2 separate regions of the Mus musculus genome follow, and region 2 is linked to region 1. A link is a contact called in public HiChIP or PLAC-seq data. All regions are on one chromosome and are shown on one strand. The core of a region is the stretch at or near the end of the contact, and the rest is flanking DNA. Distances in the headings are between cores, read along the strand shown. Region 1 holds the start of Nipal1 (NIPA-like domain containing 1). Region 2 overlaps Txk (TXK tyrosine kinase).

Region 1 (4,516 bases), core at 883-3,382:
TTGCAAATAGTACTGAAACCAAATTAGAAAAAAAAAACTTTGAGTATTTAAGTTTGTCTTTTTATTTTGTGATAATTTGGGATTATAAGATCTTTTGAAGTATTCAGTCATGGTTTTAAAAGTCAAAATCAAAGTACTACTGTAACTTTTGGGGGGCATCTTATGAAACGACTTTATCCTCAGACTCCATGATTAGCTCATCATTTTGATCTCGGGTAGATTAAAAACTTTCTCTAGAGGATCTGGGCCACCCAATCTGCAGACCACCTCCAGCTTCAGTACATTGACTGTTAGACTTTGTCACAGCTCTACACTCTCAAGTCATTTGCTTCTCGGAATGTCCTGTCATCAGGGTAGTAAACAGATTGGGAGTGCTAGCATTGAAGGCCAGACTGATGACAGTCCTTTAGGACCTAGGCCAGTGCTCGGCTCACAGGATTCTTGTTCATCACCTCAAACAAATCAAGGAAAACCAGACTCCATTTAAGACCCGCCAGGGTTCTGCCCTGTAGATTTCCTGAGGTAACCCAGTGCTACCTACTCTGTCAACAAGATTTCTTCCTACTTTAGAGAGGAAGAAAGAGAGCCAAGTGGATACACTAGGCCTAAAACCTAGTCTCCTACTACTGAAATTACAGATTGGCCTCTCCCATCTTTCCCAGTACCTTCCTGCACGGTTAATCATCGGGTGACACAGAGCTCCAATACTTCTTGTAGTTACTAAATGCATGAGCAAAGCAGGAAAAATATCCAGAGGTCAAATGAGTGGGTGCAATCTGCTCTCAGATCCTTGAACAAACAAGGGCAGGGTGCATTAGTGACGATCTGACTTGGCAGCTCCAGAATTATTTAGAAAAGGGACCAACTGCCACTAAGCGCATGACTGTCTAGGAAACAACCCTAGATGCAGCTGCCTTAGGGATACCGGTCTCAATGTGGGGATAGTTTGTGAATTGTTGCACATTTTCTTTTACACACCTTTCCCCTTTCTTACTAGCTGGGATTTGATGAGTCCTCTCTCTTCTTCTGTCTCTCCCCCCTTTTCTTTCTATTCCCTCGTTAAGTTATAAGCTGGAAAGGCCAAGAAGCAAGGACACGAATCTCTACAACACGAGGAGCTGTAGTTACATGGTCGTAGCATTAGGCTGGGAAGCACTCACTGTAAGGCACAGGTCTTACCAGACAGCTTCTTTGAGTCGTTAGCAAGTAGGTTAGAAATGACCTGACACCAGTGGGGATTAAAAAAAAAACCGATAATTTCGTTTGCAATGCACATTTCCCAAGGTTGCCCCACCTTTCCCCTTACTTCCATTCAGTTTTCTCTGACCTTCTGTGTAGAGACTGCAAGAAGCCAGTGGAAGTGAGGAACATCTGGCAAAGGTCAAGGGGTGGGGCCCAGGGGTTTTACCAGGCAAGGTGTGGGCTGGAAATCCCAGTCTAGCCCTGAGGAAGAACTAACAAAAGGGCACTCCCAGTTCCCTGTTGGAGTAGTCACCCTACTCAAAGGATTGCCCAGTAAGTCATACCTGAGCGATCTCTCCGTGGGACTCAGGCACAGTGTGTTCAGGGAGCACTGTGGGAAGCCCACGGGATCCCCGGCACGCCCTCTGCCATGTACTCCGGAGTTGAGGCTGAGCCAGGAAACCTCCTCCTGGATCAAACCCTGGAATCTGCCCTCAGCAAGCATCCTGAATTTCCCTGCCACACACTCAGTAGGACGTAATCAACATTGAGCCAGCCGGGGGACTAAGTGGGCGTCACTTCTGTCCTGCTCCGACTTGGGCTTCCCCACAGAGTCTGGAGTGCAGTGGGCTCAGCTAAGTATTTACTGTCCCGTTGGTGGGACAGCCGACTGGACGACTGGAATACTAAATGATTAGAAGACGGCGCGTTAAGAATCCGCACATTTTTCTGAGTCTAGTTTTGAGACCTCGCATCTGGGCTCCCAGCTACCCAAGTGACCCAACTGTCCCACCGCTGGGACTGACACTCACCTTCATGGCAGGGCTCTCCGGGTGGCAGCCTCAGCTGTACCCCCATGGCCTGGGGACCGGGCTTCCTCTGTGCTAGCAATAGTTTCTCACACACCAGTGTCCCGGGACCCGCTTTCGTTCCGGCGGATCGGTGGAGTCAGCGAAGGGTGTGCGCTGCCTCCGCCCCCGTGGCAGGCTCAGCCAATGAGAGTGACTGGGTGGGGCATGGGGTGGTTTGAGGCTCATTTTCCGCCCACCGCTCGCTCATCGCCGCAGAAGTTCCTTCAGTCACCGGTGTCTGCAGGGTGGACCCGGGAGCTGCACAGGTGCTTAGTCCAGAAACACCTGCCAGGAGGAGATGAGGTTACAGCGTGGATGCTGCCGAAGTCACTCGGGGAATTTAGTGATGGAGAGGCTGTCCCGAGGCCCCCTTCTGGTTGTCCTGGAGCAGACGAAGTGCTGGCCAACGTCAGTGGGTCTTTCTCATCACTGGCTTTTGTGGCACAAGGCGCTGTCTGCTGGAGTTCTGTGCTGAGTCCATGCTAAAGTTTATTCTGGGATTTTTTTCGAACAGGCTTGGTGCTTCTGCTCTCTCGTGCACGCCGTTGTCCTCCTTGTCTTACAATACCCGTGCTTACCTGTTTTCAACAATCAGGCATTTCCCTCTCCACCCACCCAGCTGCCTTATCCCCACGCCCAGTCGTATATGAAATAAGCTTTTCAGGGATCAGCAATGCCCAAACTGAGAAGACCTGTTCCCACGCTGAAGTTCATGATATTCCAGCAGTACACTACATAACATGCATGAGTCAACTCATTACAATTTACAGCACAATTTATTAACTACAGTTTGCAGGTGAGGGATAAGGATAAGGTAGAGAAAGCGGTGAAGTAACTTAGTCACGAGGTATTTATTATGCCTCATGAAGTGGTCACACTTACTGCTGAAGCCCTCAGCCGGAAGAGCCGAGATTGTGTGTTTTTCTGGGGTGCCTTTGCGCTTGACTGCTGTACCCCCATAGGCTCTAGGTATTCACGAACAGCTAGAATTAACTTTATTGCCTAAGAGTTTCACTGCAGAGATCCATCTTGCTTTTCTTGTTTTCAGGTTTATGAGACAAAACTTAAAACCAAATTAGTCAGTAGTTTAAGATGCATACTTTTTGTCTATGGGCATGACCTGTGGAAAAAGAATGGGGGAGGGGCAGGATCAGGTGGAAGTGGCAAAGACGGTTTAAGCCAGTTTTGAATTGGAAGCCTTGTGAAGTAGACATCTACTTAGATGCTTTCTTTGGACATCAGATTTCACGTTTTGTCTTCACCATAGACTGGCAATGATAATAAATCTGATCCCAGGTACTTCTTACTATTTAACAAACATCAGTTACAATGTGGCAAACCCTAACCCTAAGCACTTTATAAAAAATTGTTTAATTTATATTAAAAGCATTCAAAATGATAATAGCTGTTGTTATTTTCCACTTTATGCTTTATATCTTCACTTAAAAAAAGCCTTGAGAATGTTCCTTTGAGATTCATGAGTTTTCTTTGTTTGCACACGAATGCACACGTGTGTATGCAGGTGCACATGCGGGTGTGCCTGTGGAAGCCAGAAGGGGGCGCTGAGTATTCTGCTCTATCACTCTTTACTTCCTCGATGGGGCCTGTCACTGAACCCAAGCCTGGCTAGTCAGCAAGCCCCAGAAACCCATCAGCGGGAAGGCTGGGGTTATAGTTGTATACCATTTTTACGTGGGTTCTGGTTCTCAGGCCCAGGCAGCGCTGTTATCTTCTGAATCATCTTTCCTGCACGTCGGGATGGCAGTCTGGTTTTGGCAGGAAGTACTTTGTTATAAATCTTATTTATTCCAGTTCTAAGTATGTGAGAAAACACTCTGGGGAAAAAAAAAAGAAGAAAACTTGCTCAAGATCACTGCTGTCCCAAGCCCAGTGTGTCCTAGGCAGAAATCAGTCATGAATTCCCCTCACCCATTATTTCTAGATGAATAGCTACGTGGCTACCACACAGGATGTCACCTGTGCACTAATTGGGGGCAGGTGTTATCCCTATCCAAGAATGTATTACTTAATTCAAGGAAAAAAATAACATTTAAACATCTCCAGTGAACTCACTCTTGACTTCGGGAAATCCTTTTATAACTCAAAACCTAGAATTCAACAGTAAATGAAACCCTCTAAAAGGTAGACTCACACTCACTGGGCTTTGTGCAAGGTCATGAGACCCAGTGATGATTGTGAAAATGGAAGCTGGAGTTGCCTCAGAGCTGGAGGAGGCAGAGCCACACTGTCTTGTAGCTTGGGCAGGTCTGCAGATAGCCTCCTGTGGGAGCCTCTAGCCTCCATTGCCATGCTATGGGGGGCGGGGGGAGTTTGCCATTCTCTGGCAGGCGGTAGGGACAAGGCAGAGGGGACAGCGGCTGGTAGGCAGGGTGGAGGGTAAGCTGTAGAATGTCAGGCATAGCACTAGCTTACTGCTTTTAGTTTATTATTGGCCCTGCCCCCAGTCAGCCTGCTTAAGGGGT
Region 2 (4,516 bases), core at 1,370-3,869, 83 kb before region 1:
CAGTGGACCCGGTAGCCTTCCCCAGCACTAGAGAGAGGCCAAGAAAGGAAACCCCTGGAGCTAGGTAGTTAGCTAAACTAGTGGACCGGAGGAACTCAGAGATCATTGAGAGATTCTGCTTCAGCATCTAAGGTGGAGATCTATCAAGGATGACTTACAATAGTCAGCTGATAGCACATGACTAAGCCAAAAGTAGAAAGTGCCAAGGTATTGGGTCCATTATTTTTAATTACACACACACTCATATATATATATAGTTTGGCCCCTCCTCAATTACAAGCAACCTTGAGCATGGCCTCAACCTTGGACTCAAGTAAGGCTATTCCTATAATGTCGGGCTCAACAGGGAAATTCCCTGCATTGGTCATCCTTTCCTGGCTATGGAAGCTGCAGATACTTGTCAGCAGGGAGGGCAGGGCTTCTCTTTTTCTTATTCTTCTACCTCCATTTGAAATGAGCAGAAGACCACCAAGATGTACTCTTGACAAACTGAAAGCCAGTTGCAGAACAAGGCTTGAATTGTAATAACTGGTATGTAAATTAAATCTAATAAAAACAACTCCACATATTTCAGCATGTGAGCATAGTCTCACGGACAATGACCACTAAGTGGACAGTGGTGTTGTATGCAGGGAGGAGACAGTTTGGAAGTAGTGACTGCATATGAGGAGGCTCAGTGAGGAACCTGCCAGTGTGACTGCTCCACAATACAGCTAGGTGTTTATTGTAGATAGGAGAGACAGTGGAGAGAAAAGGAAGCAGACTGAGCATGCCCAGCAAACTGGGGATGGCCAGGGCTAGGGAAGTGGAAGAGAAGAGGTGGAGGTAGTGAGACAGCAAGACAGAGAATGGAAGATAGGTAGATAGATAGATAGATAGATAGATAGATAGATAGGTAGATAGATAGATAGAGATACATACATACATATGTAGATACATACATACATACATACATACATACATAGAGCAGTGAGAATAGCAGAGGTAGAGGAAATCTTGGCATTATAAAGAGAACAAGCAGGTATCTATCTGGGAGGAGGGACATTGGAGGGGGACGAGGAGGAAGGGGGTTAGCACAGATCTTGAAATGTGTAACAGGTACCTGTGATACTGAGGGAGCCTGGAGGCTGACTTAGGTTTTGCTAGGCAGCCACAGGTAGCCATTTGTCCCCTCTGCCAGAGGTAAGGAACATGATTCCTTTGGACAGGTGGGGACCGGTTTCTTAAGTTCCTAAAGAATGCTGACTTTTATGTCACCTCCAGAAATCCTCCCGTAGTCCATGTTGAACTGAGCTTAGATTCAATTTTAGATGAGTCAGTTAGCCTTTCCTGTTCTTTGGGGGTTGGGGAATGGTGTACTTTTTGAACCCAAAGGAGACAATGAAGAATTTGGCAGTGTTTTTTATAAACCCTATACGTTTAACTGCAAAAAAAAAAAAAAAAAAAAAAGCTAATTGCTTGTTTTTAAGTCTGAGGCATCCCAACCTGGAGTGATGCCCAATTACACATCCTCGACCTACAACGCCCTTCCCAGGGAACAGAGCATGCTGAGTCTGAACTCTGAAATGGAACAATCCATGTTGAGTCTAAACTCAGAACCACACCCACTTTTCCTTTAAAATGCATCTTGGCATATTGGAACTGGGCTCGGTGGCAGCTGCCTGAAACCCTAGTACTCTTGAGGTGGCTGGGAATTTAAGGTCAGCCTGGGCTACAGGATTCATTTATTTCAACAAAAGAAAAGAAAATGGGGTTATCTAATCTCTTAAAATAGTTTATTTGTAAGTCAGGATCTTGCTATCTACTGTAGAGAGGTTTCTGTAGAGTTGGAAGGTAGAAACATTTTTATCTTTTTAACAGTGTAACAAGTAAGATGCTTTTTTTTTCTTTGATTCCTCCCTACTTCTTCCCAGGGTAGGGATGGGGTTGACTGCATAACTGTTGTCTCAGTAATGTTACCAACCGGTTTTCCATCTTGAGTCTTTTGTTTTGTGTTATGTTGTAGGAATGAAGGCTTAATCCCAAGCAACTATGTGACAGAAAACAGACTCGCCAACTTAGAAATCTATGAGTAAGTTCCCTTAACAAGACCGCACTGTGATTAACGTTGGAAAATCAGAGAGCTACTGAGAACTTTGAAGTATAGACAGTTTTCAAGTTTGTAAAAGAAAAAGAAAGTAACACATTTGATAGTCTTAGCAATGAAGAGACCTCTGATTATTACCACAGTTGCTTCTGAAAATCCTTCTTAAGCTCGTATTTGTTGTGTTTGGCATGGCCATGCCTTAGGTACACTGATACATGTGTCATACTGTGTGTCCTAGACAGAGCGTTTATTTTTCAAAATGACAGAAGGTAAATCTGACAGTCTGCACTACCTGGTTCTCAGATGTTGGCTCTTGTTTTGTTATGTTTTAGAAGTAACTGAGGAGAAGAGATAGACTAATGATATCGTTTGAAAGAACCTTAAGTATGCTTAGTAAATGTATGCTTTAAAAACCTTCCTCTCTTTTAGATAACAATTATAACTTTAGAGTAGAGAGGTCTGAGCAGTGACTTTGTAGATCTCACTCTTCTGGTGAAAATGTAAGGTTGATAGATTAAATCACAGCTACAACGTGACAGAGCTCTTCCTGTGTTTTTATAAAGTTAGATTCTCAGTTTGGCTTCATGCTCCCTCCTCCCTTTGGGTGCTCATCTTGTTTTTGTTTGTTTGTTTGTTTTGTTATGTTTTATTAGATATTTTCTCCATTTACATTTCAAATGCTATCCTGAAAGTCCCCTATACCTTCCCCCCACCCTCCTCCCCAACCCACCCACTCCTGCTTCCTGGCCCTGGCATTCCCTTGTACTGGGGCATATAATCTTCGCAAGACCAAGGGCCTCTCCTCACAATGATGGCCAACTAGGCCATCTTCTGCTACATATGCAGCTAGAGACACGAGCTCTGGGGGTACTGGTTAGTTCATATTGTTGTTCCATCTATAGGGTTGCAGTCCCCTTCAGCTCCTTGGGTACTTTCTCTAGCTCCTCCATTGGGGACCCTGTGTTCCATCCAATAGATGACTGTGAGCATCCACTTCTGTATTTGCCAGGCATTGGCATAACCTCACAAGAGATAGCTATATCAGGGTCCTGTCAGCAAAATCTTGCTGGAATATGCAGTAGTGTCTGGGTTTGGTGGCTGTTTATGGGATGGATCCCCAGGTGGGGCAGTTTCTAGATGGTCCTTCCTTCCGTCTCAGTTCATCTTATAACTAGCATATGCAGCTAACAGGCATTAGTTTGTGATAAGAGTAGTGGTGTCAAGTATTTCTTGAGAGAAGAAATGTAGAGGAAGATACTTCCTTGGCCTCGCTACTCATTTAGTTTAGATTCAGTACAGCTTTCCCTAAAATAGCTCCCATTCCAAAAGTTTAGGTGAATATGCAGGGTCATCTTTGAGCATAGATAAAGACGGTTCCAGGGCACGAGGCACATCTGATAGGTTTTCCCAGACTGCTCTGGTGGCTTGCTCTTCCTCCCTCGAACCAAGCTTTTCAGCTTCATCACCAAGTGTCTTCACTCTTTCCTGTCTCAAATGTCCTTTCTGTTGACCTGACCCTTTAGCTTAAGATTCCAGTCTCCACTCTCCACCCCTTTGGGGGACTGAGCCACCTCTCTTAGAAAACAGTGTGGTGGTGATTTGTGGTCACTCAAGCCTGCCCCATGAGATCTCAGTGCTCTCCTGTGCTGAAGCTGGCCAACACCACAAGCCTAGTTGAAAGGAGACTGTGTATGAAAACCAACCCAGAACAATTAGAAAAATAGGCCATTTTTTCAATTGTTGTTCAAGTCTGGAATTTTCGTTGTGACCAAATGGACACTCACTGCCAGCGAAGCCACTTTTGTTTCTTTCTGCCATGTCTCATTTGCTCTTTGCTTCCTCTGTTTAGACTAAGCTGTGCCTCTGATTTTAGACTGGCTTATACTGTAGATACCAAATGAACACCTCTACGGTTAGAATCTCCATTTCGTTTCTCTGGGTTCCGGTTTACATGAATTTTAAAACCATGCTTTTTACTGATTCAAATTTTAGGAAGGTTCACTAAATTTTATTTCTTTTTAAAACAGGTGCATTGACATAGGAGTATAATAGTTATCGTAATTAATCACTAGAACTTATCGATCACTTATTCTTTTATGATGACTACACAAAAGAATCTCTGTAGGTGGAGTTACTGGGTGCAAGAGCAACCGAGTACAAACTATAGTGTCATCATTAGAATGCTTTGTTTCTGGGCAACATTTCGTACTATCTCTGAATGCTCTAATAAGTGGGGACACCTACATCATGTGGTACATAGTAACATTCAATACAGTCTAGTGATTATGGTTATATCTGTGAACAGTGGAGACCATGGGCAAGTCCTTTATAGTTTGCCCCACCCTACCTCGTTTTGCCGGTAGCCAGCATGTCCTAGTTACTTTAGCATCTGAATTCCGTTTACATGTTCAATCCCATTTGTGGTGCTCT

The links. HiChIP or PLAC-seq counts read pairs in DNA pulled down with a chosen protein or histone mark.
Region 2: a BATF HiChIP or PLAC-seq map of CD8 T cells shows a contact between it and region 1, with 7 read pairs. The contact joins the enhancer-like site here to the promoter of Nipal1 in region 1. A contact is called at or near these places in 2 of 15 datasets of contacts at CTCF or cohesin (CD8 T cells and the NIH/3T3 cell line), 2 of 484 Hi-C or Micro-C datasets (effector CD8 T cells and natural killer cells), 6 of 115 datasets of contacts at active chromatin or transcription factors (CD8 T cells, double positive thymocytes, pancreatic cancer cells and 2 more) and 3 of 9 other capture datasets (adipose tissue, liver and pancreatic islet).

Annotation. Positions count from the first base shown.
Region 1 is chr5:72,645,412-72,649,927 of GRCm38.p6, reverse strand. It overlaps Nipal1 (NIPA-like domain containing 1), which reads right to left and starts at 2,132. Exons shown (of 6, transcript NM_001081205.1): 1 at 1,995-2,132. The coding sequence starts at 2,040.
Region 2 is chr5:72,729,319-72,733,834 of GRCm38.p6, reverse strand. Txk (TXK tyrosine kinase) reads left to right here. Exons shown (of 15, transcript NM_001122754.2): 5 at 2,006-2,071. Among named protein-coding and RNA genes, the nearest start is that of Txk, 21 kb to the left of the region's middle. Within about 2 kb of position 2,619, at least 12 of the 459 cell types and tissues checked have an H3K27ac peak or open chromatin away from gene starts, as enhancers often do. A contact at or near this core is called in CD8 T cells and effector CD8 T cells, where this site is marked.